Linked DNA regions of Mus musculus: regions 1 and 3 are each linked to region 2. A link is a contact called in public HiChIP or PLAC-seq data. All regions are on one chromosome and are shown on one strand. Each heading gives the region's core, a stretch centred on a gene start, on an enhancer-like site or on the middle of the called end of the contact. The rest is flanking DNA. Distances are from core to core; before and after follow the strand shown.

Region 1 (3,397 bases), core at 550-3,049, 370 kb after region 2:
CCTGTGAGCACACAGAGAATCCTTAGCAGACAGTTTGAGCTGTCAGCCTTCTCTGGCCTGGCAAGGACTTCACCTTGCAGTACTGTCTCTTGATGAGAGACTTTGTGAGTCTGGCTTAAAGATAAACTCAGCTTGGAAAATTGCTTTGTAAATTAAGGGAGTCAGTTTACGCCTGTTTCATCGGTTTGAGTTGGAAACATGCCGTAGGCGTTTGATAGAAAACAAACACTTGATTTCCTTTTCCAACTTGAGTTTATATTTTGATCTAAATTCTCTTAGTAATTATAAGTAAAACTTAAAGCTTTGGGGTAATGATCAGATGTTGAACAATCTCTTCAGAGGCTGGAGATGGCTTAGAAGTTAAGAGCAGAAGCTGCTCTTACAAAGTGCCGGAATTCAGTTCCCAGCACTCAAGCTGTGTGGCGCACACTGGTCTGTAACTGCCACTGCAGGGAACCTGATACCTCCTGGCCTCGGGATACTGCGCTCACGCATACATACATAATTTAAAATAAAACAAAAATCTTTAAAGAAATTATAGCAGAAAGGATTGAATTAATTAAAAAAATGTTCTTTAAAAATTATGATTATCTGTGTGGAGTGGTTCACATCTATAATCTTAGACCCTGGGAAAGCTGGAGCAAGGCATTGCCTTGAGTTTGCGGCCAGCCTGGGCTATAGGAGTTGAGACCCTATCTCCAAGGGAGGAGGAAGCCGCAAAAACCCGCCAAAGTTATCTTGAGGCTAAGACAATAACTAGTCAGTGCAAGCAAATAAGAAAGACTGTTCCCAGTAAGCAGGCCAGCAGGCGATGCCCCTGGCAGGGCCCGGTGTACACCTGGTCTTTAGCACCGCAGAGAGGGAGGGGTGCCCAGGCCTGTTAGGATTCTGTATCCACTCTGTGTGTGAGTACCGGCTGTGAAGCCTTAGGCCATTTCTCTGTCTGCCTTGGTTTCCTTGCTTAGGAGACAGGAGGCTTCGTTTCTATCTCATTGAGCCCTGGAGAGGGTTGTGTGTCCCAGAGTGTTGGGGATATAAATCGTCAGTGAAAGTTCTCTCATGCTGCTCATTTCAGAGAACAGTTATTTTTCTTCCTCCATTTCTAAGTTTCATGTTTGCTGGTGAGATTCAATTAGGAGGGTGCCAGAATTTTAAAGAATTTTATTATCAATAGCAGACAGAATTAACTTTATCTGGAGAGATATTTTGTGAAGTCAGACGCTAGCAGACATCTTCAGAATGCCCTCTCTTTCCCTCCCCTCCACCTCCCTTCCTGCATCTCCCCCACAACCATTTGCTCTCAAACACAGACACATGATGCTTGCACGTTGTCATTCGGACTTGTGAGAAACCGGGCACAGTTCAGCATGAGGTCTGGGCTCCTCTGTTAGTTTTGGGCTCCAGGCACCATTTTTCTGGCAATTATTCGTTCCTGAATCAGAACCTTGGGCATCCTGTGATAGCCACAAGGCCAGGTCACCAATAGTCTCAGTCTCTCGGATGTCTCAAACTGACCCTGCTGCATTCTTCTTAAACCTCACTGGGTCCCCTCTTACTATGGCTCCATCCTTCCAGCTTTTGATCCCAGGACCCAGGCTCCATCCATAAGAATAGCTTCTTTCACATCCAGCCCACCAGAGTGGCAACCCGTGTCTCCTGACTCAGATCTGTTTTGTCCATGTGGCTACACTAGCCCGGGCTGTCAGCACTTCTCACTGAAGTTTGTGAGGGCTGACTGAGCTCCCGAGCCTCTCAGTTCCACATGTGCATGCAGATTGTGTGCAATCTCAGGCGTCCCTCATTCCCTTCCAGTGACCAGGTCATCAGTGTGCTGTGTCATAGCACTTGGCCCCAGGGATGTCTTTGGATTCCCCATGGCTGTGGTCCAGCCTCAGGTCATTTCCTTTTCTCCCGTTGTGCCACCACGATCGGTGAGTCGTTCCTCTCTTCTAGGGTGTCAGCCCAGGACCCCATGGCTTAGGAAATCCTTCTGTGATTAATCTGCAAACCGATTTGACTCCCCGCTGGCTGTGTCCCCGCTGGCTGTGATTATCAGATCCTTGCCTCCTCCTAGCCCCCCTGAGGCCAGGCTGGGTGCTTTGTGAACTCTGAGGAGGTGTACAGATGGGTGTTTACCGTCTTGCCTCTGCTCTTGGGGCTGGAAAGATGTGATTGCCATTAGAGTGTTTCCCTAAACAGACTTGTAGCAGTGAGTAACTTGTGAAGTGAAGAAAGATAAACATGCTCAGTTAATTTCAAATACTTGTCTTATTGAATGATTCGGGAGAAATAAGTATTTGGTTTTAACTAGGTGTTACTTTTGAAATCAATTCCTGTTTGGTAGTGCCTTGAGCCATATAGACTGATCCATGGGATTGTTTGCATAGGGGTAAATCTTACACTCCCTTGGACGGTGTAAAAGGAAAGACTGAGTCATGAACAGAGCCACCAGGCAACATGGAGGCTCATAGAGGGCATGGCTAAACTGTCACCCACTTCCCTGAGGGCGGAAATATCTGTGAGCAGGGTGTGCTATTGTGGACGTTGCATGGTTGGTACATGCAACAGAACGCTTACTTACAGAAAAGCTGAGGCAGGAGGATTTTCATTTGAGGTCAGCTTAGGCTACCTGGTAAGACTGTCTCAAGCAAACATATACACAAATGTCTGCTTCTACGTATAGGTGCATCGATGAGCAGAGAGGGCAGGACAGATGGCTGGTGTCAAGGGAGAATGAGTGTCTTTTTGCTACTATCTGTGATTTCCTAAATGATAAGAAAACCTGCATGATGTCATGCCTATATCCTCAGCAGGTTGCTGTTTACCACAGACAGGTTCTTTAGAGCCGTGATAATAGACAGAGGTGTTGTAGCCTGCTCAGGGAATCAGTGCAGCTTTTGCCTGATCGATTCTGTATTCCCTTCCTCTTTTCCTCCCTTCTTCTCTCCCTTCCTTCCCTCTCTTTCCTCTTTGCTCCCCTCCGCCCCCTTTTTTATTTTTCTCCTTTGAGATTTATTTATATTTATGTGTATGAATGTTTGTTTGAATGCATGTATGTACACAATACTGCATGTTTGATGTCCGCAGAAGTCTGAAGAGGGCATTAGCTCTCCTGGAGCCGGGGTAACAGATGGTTGTGAGCGTCCGTGTAGGTAGATAGGGTAAAGTCTCTGTTTTCCCAGTAGTGGGCTTGGCTGTTAAGTGGCTGGCTCTCCTAAAACGCGGGGTGCCATGAAAGCCTCTCCACTCCTGATTGCCTCGTGGAGGGAAGCAGCAGAGAGAGGCAGCGCACACGGTGCTGTAGAGTGGGCCTGCAGCGGGAGTCCTGCTCTGCCTTGTTACCTGGTAAGTTGCCAGGACTACTTTGTCTTGATCTAAATTTCTTTTATCTAATATG
Region 2 (3,585 bases), core at 936-3,435:
CTATGTAGCTGAGCATGGCCTTGAACTCCTCACCTTCCTGCCTCTACCTCCCAAATGCTGGGATCACAGGTGTGCGGCCTCACTGCCAGTTTATGCAGTGTTGGGGATTGAACCCAGAGCTGCGTGCATGCTAGACAAGCACTCTACCCATTGAGCTGGGCTCTGGGACTGTAAGATGGATCAGTTTGTGCTGATTATGACGCACTAGCCTGGTTAGGACAGGCTTGCTCAGCATGTCTAGAGCATGAAGGGCGATGCCTGCTTTGGCCCTAGGGGTCTCTATGGTTACCGCCACTCTGGGCTACTTCCACTGCAGAGGAGGAGCCCCTAATTCCCTGACAGGAAGCACACAGGGTACACAGAGATAGATACAATGACCACTGCAAAGATATTCAAGGCCAAATGCTTAGGCAAAACAAACAAACAAACAACAAAAAAACCCCAACACTTTTTAATTTATGATTTATTTGTTTATTTATATGCTTTGGTGTTTTGCCTGGATTTATGTTTGTGTGAGGGTGTCAGATCCCCTGGAACTGGAATTATAGACAATTGTGAGCTGCCATGTGGGTGCTGGGAATTGAATCCAGGTCCTCTGGAAGAGCAGCCAGTACTCTCAACTGCTGAGCCATCTCTCCAGCCCCAAGCCTTGGAAATTCTTAACGCATGAGCTCTGCTCTGTAAATAAGCGAGCTAGAAGCCACACGTGGGAATGACACCTCCTGCTATCTTTAAACTCTTATCAAAGGGCAGGCTTAAAGATGGCTTGCTTTGGTTTTCAGGAAGGGATTAAAAACAACTGCAGCTTTTATTAGCATGATTTAAATGCTCATAATAACATCCTCGCTTTGAGCTGCCCACTGCGCTTCATCATAAACATAAAGCCCAGGGCTTGTCTGTAGGTAGATCAGTGTGGTTACACAGGGTGGTTTTCTGTTCTTCTGGAAATGAATTGATGTCTCTGCCTGTTTCCACCTGAGCACTGTGTTTTCTGTGCTGTCCTTAAACAACCAACTTATTTTTTCACCACAGGTTTCCTGGTATGTGTTTTATGACCTTATAGCCCTTCGGTCAACAGTTCAGAGCCAAGCAAGGCAGAACAACAGCAGATCCACTGGAAATGGAGCAGAGAGCCACTGTATGGGTGCTAGAAATCAAAGCTGGGTCCTCTTTAAGAGCATCAAGTGCCCTTAATGGCTGAGATCTCTCTAGTCCCTTGATAATATTAATTGAGGCGAGGAGATCCACTGTGGGTGGAACCATTCCCTAGACAGGGCATTCTGAACTGTATAAGAAGAGGAAGCAAGCTGAGTATAGGCATGCTTGTATTTTCTACTACTCTTCCGACTATAGATCTGTGGGCTGGTTTCCTCAAACTCCTGCAGCCATGATGGACGGTAGCCTGGAACCGTGAGCTAAAGTGGACCTTTTCTCTCTCAAGTTGTTTTTATCAGGGTGTTTTTATTCTGTCTCTAGACACATAGCTAAACAAATAGAAGGTAGGTTTGCAAAGACGTAATGGCTTTGTAGGTTGTTTACCTCTGGCCTGGAGTCAAGGAAGCCAAGACTGATCTTTAGATCTTAATCTCAGGAATACTTTCTTGCATAGCTGTTTCTAGAAGCTATGGTCCATGGAGCACCAATTCCTACCTGCCTCTTGAGGGGCACACTTTCCACTCTGGGAGATGCTGGCACAGAAGCAGTCCAATGGTACCACCCACCCTCCCTGGTTCAGCATCCAGTCACCCCAGCTGGGGACCCCAGAAGAGGAAGCACCTGCTCGCCCTGACTTGAAGCTGCAGATCGCTTGCCGTCCAAAATGAGTCACGGAGGCACCGTGGAATGGATTTTACTCATCCCCCAGGCATGGACTCTTGGAAGACTCCAGAGTGACTAGCTTCAAGTGTTCTGTCTCAGGCACAGGGAATTTCATCCCTCTCTGAGTCTGCAGTCACTTCCCCTCTGGATACTTCCTGTTTCTGGGAGCAGGCAGCCTGCCAGGCAGGGCTCAGCCTCGGAGCAGACGGGCGGAGACATCCTTCCTCTTATTTCTAGTACTGAATCCCATCTTCCTTCCCTGTCAGAGATATCTATCGCAGCTCTCCGCCCTTCCCAGGTCCCTGCACCCACCGTGGGAGAGCGCAGAGGAACATAGTTTCATCTGCAACTCTGACCTTTGGCAGGTGCTTAGCAACCATTATTGATCACTGGCTTCTTGGGCACAGATAATCAGGAAAAGATCTAGGGCAAGGGTCCATTCATTCACTGACTTAATAAATATTTGTTAAATAACTACTATGTTCCGGGCCCTGTTCAAGATGCTGGGCTATGGCAGTAAACAAAGCCTATCCACCAATGTCCTCATAGCGACTATGTCCCACTGGGAGGGACAATTGGGAATCTAAACAGAAATGTAAAACATTATAGCATGCAAAATAGTGATAAATGCTAAGTAGAGAGGACAAAGCTGGGGGGGGGGAATATGAATTCTGGGTATGAGGGAAGTATAAATTATTAAATGGGGTGGCCGAGGAAGCTTTTGCTGCAAAGGGAATTTTGAGCAAACATTTGGAGAAGAGGAGAGAGGGAATTGGGGTGGGGGGGAGGCCAAGAGTCTTCTGGGAAAGGGAAAGAGTACATGCAAAGGCCCTGGGGTTGCGGATGTTCATGTGTGGACAGGTTGGCGAATAAGAGAAAGGATAGGGAGCTGAATAGAGTGTGTGAGGAGGGGGAAGATGCAGGAATTAAAACCAGAGAGGCTTCTCTATGGTAGCGTGGACTTTGGCTTTTACTCTACACTGCACGGGAAAGGAAAGCACTGGCTTTTAATTGAGATGTCCGTAAAGGGATTCTTGGAGAGCTGGAGTGACAGTTACCCGAAGATGGTGAGGACAGGATGTGGAATCAGGGAGACCAGTCCAGGGAGAGATTGGTGGCTTGGGCCACTGGTGGTGGCAGTGAGAGTGATAGGCAGATTAGAGAGGTCATAGGACCTGCTGGTGGGCTCAGATGTAGGGTGTGTGAAAACACACGGAGACAAAGGTAACACTTGCGAGGCTGAGGCAGGAGGATCACATGTTTGAAGCTATTCTAAATTATGTACCCAGACCAGTTTGGATTATATAGTGAGACCCTGTCAGTAAATAAGGGCAAGTGAGCTGGCTCAGTGGGTAAAGTGCCAAGCCTGAAGACATGATTTGACCCCTAGACCCCATATGGTGAAATGAGAGAACCAATTCCCCAAAGTTGTCTTCTGACCTCCACATTTACAACAGGATACATACACGCTCTTCCCCTCCCTCCAATTTATAAAAAACAAACAAAAAAAACCCCATCAACAAATAAAATAATATAAAAATAAAAAGAGGGCTGCGAACGGAGCTCAATAGTAGAGCATTTGCCTACCATGTGTGAGTCCCTGGCTCACATCCTAGTACCACAAACAATAAGAATACTGCAAACCAGTGGTCACCTTTCCATCACTAGAACAAAATACATGAGGTTGGGGCCTGGGGATGCAGCTCAGTGGGTTAGCTGAGCACACACAGAGTCCTAGGTTCGATCCCTGCCAATGCATAAGTTAGG
Region 3 (3,701 bases), core at 43-2,542, 400 kb after region 2:
TCATCACTTCCTGGGGCCAAAGGATCAGGTCTGACCTCTGGCCAGCCCAGCATCCAGCCGAGCACAGAGTGCTGGCCTTGAACCCTTCCCTGGCACTGTGATTGGGAGCAAGCACAATAGTAGCTCCTCCAGACTTTATTATTTTGCAAAAGGTTAATTGTAGCTTTTAATCTTTCCCAGGATTAAATGGCCCTCTTTATAGATTGTGGTTTGTACTTCCAGCCAAACGGGGCTTCTGAGTCCAGCAGAGAATTGAAGAGAAACCCCTGACCTTTCCTAAATGCTGTCCCAGGTCCAGACTGTAGCCCAGACAGCTGCTGCCTATGACTGGTCATTGTCCCAGTGGTATGCACGGTCTCCATTTAAACAGTCCCAGGTTCAGAAAGAAGCAAGGCTTATGTGACATCTCAGTGGTGTGTGTGGAACGACGACAGGAGGCCCTTGGAGTGCGACACCAACCTGTGCCGGTGCTCTTTGTGCCTACTCCCATGCCTATAACAAAATAAAGCTGGAGAAATATCTCACCCGCTATGTTTAGGGTTAAGAATGTTAGAATGGGTGTGCAGAGGGCAGTGGAGGAGGGGCAACATGGGGGTTGGGAGGCATGCCACTCTGAGCGCTGTGTATCTGACTGCTCAAGTCACATGCAGTCTAACCCAGGGTGTCAGTCAAGTACCGGGAGAATTTGGGTCAGCTCATGGTAGGAAGAGGTAATTAGGTTTGTATGTGGAAACTGCATTTTGCAAGGGAGACCTGGTTTGACGTATTGTGGTATCTCAGAGGCAGACTCGGGGGTCAGACTGAGTTGATTTGGGCCAGCATCTTGGTCTAAGCCCCAGGCTTGTCTGCCCCAGGTTCCCATGTAACATGGCTTCAGCAGCAGTTCCTGTCGCTCCAGGATTCTTATTCTCTTACTCTGCAGTTTTATGTCTTTTACTTTGATTCTTCTCCTTGAGGAATTACAGTGACGGAGTCTCCTCCTTGCAAGTAATTGTTGAGCTTGTTCCTTTGTGGGTCTCCAGGAGTGCCATGGAGTTATGGGCTGGGGGCAGCCTGTTTAGCTCCTGAGCTCCAAGGATTTCATTTAACCCTCCGAGCTGTTTTCGGAGTCAGACTTCAGTCGTATGCTCGGTCACGAGACATTGCTGGGACTGAGGTGGGCCTTGTTCTCCCTGCTCTGTGGAGCTGGCAGTTTAGTAAAGCAATCAAAACAGGTCCAGGGCAGAGAAGGCGTCAGCTTTGCTTTGACCTGAAGGCTGCTAAGGCACTGCCCAGACTATTGGCCGTGTCATGGGGCCATGGTTGGAGGCCACACCTCAGTCAGCTAGATCTGAGGCCAGGTCCCAGCTGTACCAGTCTCCATCAAGAGGCAGGTCATTCCCCTGTTTTGAGCTTTGTTTCGAATGTGGTGGTAGGAAATTGGTGTGGTAAGCCACATGGTACACATGAAGTTCTGGGACACGATAAGAGCCTAGATACCAGGTGCTGTTGTGAGTACTCATTAGTACTTTCTCACTGTGCTTAAGACTGTCCATTCTTACTGTATGAATTATGCTCCCTGCCTTCTGTCAGCATGGAGAAATGTTGTGGTTTACATAGACTATGAGTTGGGATGAGGAAAGCAGGAAGCTAGGCTGAGCCTCTTTACAGGATGGAAAAGTGGGGGGCTGAGGGCTGAGCAGCCCCCACGGTGGGTGTCGCTGGCAGGTGTTGGGGCCTGGGTTGGAACCCGAGCTGCCAGATTCTTGGGATTCTTGCTGACACTGCGGGTGGCCAGGGCGTCTATCCACAGTCTTCTACAGAGTCAAATGTGAGCACGCACGTAGATCTCCTAAAGCTAGCCAAGGTTGGGAAGCTGTGGACTTTAGCCTCAACTAGAATAAAAGGACAAAGGCATTTCAGGAAGGAGGAGATCAGGAGATGAAAGGGAAGGGAAAATGAGCAGACCATGGCAGCTGGACAGCTGGGGAGATGAGGATGGGAGGGATGCTGCCTGGGTCAGACTGGGCAGATGTTGGAGCAGGCGTCATGGCCTGGGCTCCTTGCCTCTGCCACTGGAGTAGTAAGGTTTGATCTGTGTAGTTCGGCCTCAAACTCCTTTCCTTTGCATTGCTCTGGATCAGGTTGCCCTGGTATTTGTCAGAACATGGAGTGTGACCTGTATCTGTCAGAGCTGTCAGCAGAGGCTAACTGCTTACTCATCCCTGAACTTTGGTCCTGCTGAGTGGAGCCAGAGCCCAGGAGGGGCCTGTTCCTCAGGCTCCTGGGCTGAGCTCCTGCTCTGTGGCTACCCAGAAGCATTGTGGGGAAGGTTGGCTTTGTTTACCATATTACACAGGAACTGACCTAGGAAGAGAACTGATCTGCCGGTCCTTAGAGGGCTCAGGATAACAAAACCTGTGCACAGAGACTGTTCAGCCAGACTGTTCAAACAACCTTTGGTGTGTTGTCTATTTTCCAATCTGAAAAGCAGAGAAATAAGCTAAAAACTTGATAGAAGTTTCCCTACAGATGAGTATGCATTTAAAGAGAGGAAAGCATTTGGAGAAGTCTCTGCCCAGTGACCCCAGTGGGGTTGGTTTTGAAGCCACATAGAACCGTTGTTGATAGCTGAGCACAAGAGCGTGTGCTCTTGGAACTTGATAGTGCAAATCTAAATGCTGGAGAGGTGAAGATGGGGAGATCTCAATTTGGAGGCCAGACTGGTGTACATAATAACTCTCTCAAAACACTAAAGGAAAGAGGAAACCTGTCATCAAAATCCTGTCATGTGAAATCTAACAGGCGTTTACATGTCTTTAGTCCCAGCACTCTGGAGGCAGAAGCAGGAGGAGCTCTGGGAGTTCAAGGCCAGCCTGGTCTGCAGAGTTGAGTTCTAGGACAGCCAGGGCTACATAGAGAAACCTTGTTTCAACCCTTACTTTCAGAAAAAAAGAAAAGAAAGAAATTACTTTTCTCCCTGCTGAGTTGGGAGGAGGTAGAGACTCTTGTGTCCCAGATGTACGTAGTCCCCTCTGTAACCTGCTGTCATAGCTAGGCAAGGCATTGCTGCTGGCGCCATAGGGGACATTAATTCTGCTTTAGAAGAGATGTTGGAGGCCTCTCTTGTCCCTCGAACATGGAGTTCATGAAGCTGCCATGGCCTTAATCTCCCAGCCCCTTGTTTTATTTGTGTCCAGTTGTGACAAATCTGCATATCTCAGGGTGGTGGAGGCCCTGTGCTCCGCACCAAGTCAGCCTAATTATGGTCGGTGCCAACAAGTAACTGGGAGAGTGGAGAGGGGAAACCCCAGCTGTACAGTGGCTAAGGACTGTGGCAAGGAATCCCAGGCCAAGGGTGCCATCAGAAGTACTTCAAGTGCAAGAAATGAACAAATGTTGGCTCGTTAACAAAAGAGAAAGTGTAGAGAGAATGTTCTCTGTCCATAATGTGATTAAACTGGAAGTCAGTAACAGATATCCTAAAAATTCTCAAAATTTTGAAAATGAAACATACTTCTAAATAGCTTGTGGAAAGAAAGTTAGGAAATGTTTCCAATTTAATGAGCCAAGAAATCCAGCATGTAGCAAGTTTCATGGGAATTTAGAAGGAAATGTAGGATTTAGAAGGAAACTTAGCAGTAGTAGAAATTTATGTTCAAACAAAGAAGCTTTTGAGGAAAGTACAAATTACTGCCAGGGCCAAAGAAGGATGTCACCAC

What was found. HiChIP or PLAC-seq counts read pairs in DNA pulled down with a chosen protein or histone mark.
Region 1: an HNF4G HiChIP or PLAC-seq map of pancreatic cancer cells shows a contact between it and region 2. The contact joins two enhancer-like sites.
Region 3: a FOXA1 HiChIP or PLAC-seq map of pancreatic cancer cells shows a contact between it and region 2. The contact joins two enhancer-like sites. A contact is called at or near these places in 1 of 484 Hi-C or Micro-C datasets (embryonic stem cells) and 2 of 115 datasets of contacts at active chromatin or transcription factors (embryonic stem cells and pancreatic cancer cells).

What each region holds. Positions count from the first base shown.
Region 1 is chr11:106,587,378-106,590,774 of GRCm38.p6, reverse strand. All of the region lies in intron 1 of Tex2 (testis expressed gene 2), which reads left to right. Among named protein-coding and RNA genes, the nearest start is that of Tex2, 24 kb to the left of the region's middle. Within about 2 kb of position 1,799, at least 93 of the 459 cell types and tissues checked have an H3K27ac peak or open chromatin away from gene starts, as enhancers often do. A contact at or near this core is called in pancreatic cancer cells, where this site is marked.
Region 2 is chr11:106,955,966-106,959,550 of GRCm38.p6, reverse strand. No RefSeq gene overlaps it. Among named protein-coding and RNA genes, the nearest start is that of Smurf2, 37 kb to the right of the region's middle. Within about 2 kb of position 2,185, at least 106 of the 459 cell types and tissues checked have an H3K27ac peak or open chromatin away from gene starts, as enhancers often do. A contact at or near this core is called in pancreatic cancer cells, where this site is marked.
Region 3 is chr11:106,554,527-106,558,227 of GRCm38.p6, reverse strand. All of the region lies in intron 2 of Tex2 (testis expressed gene 2), which reads left to right. Among named protein-coding and RNA genes, the nearest start is that of Gm22711, 55 kb to the right of the region's middle. Within about 2 kb of position 1,292, at least 131 of the 459 cell types and tissues checked have an H3K27ac peak or open chromatin away from gene starts, as enhancers often do. A contact at or near this core is called in pancreatic cancer cells, where this site is marked.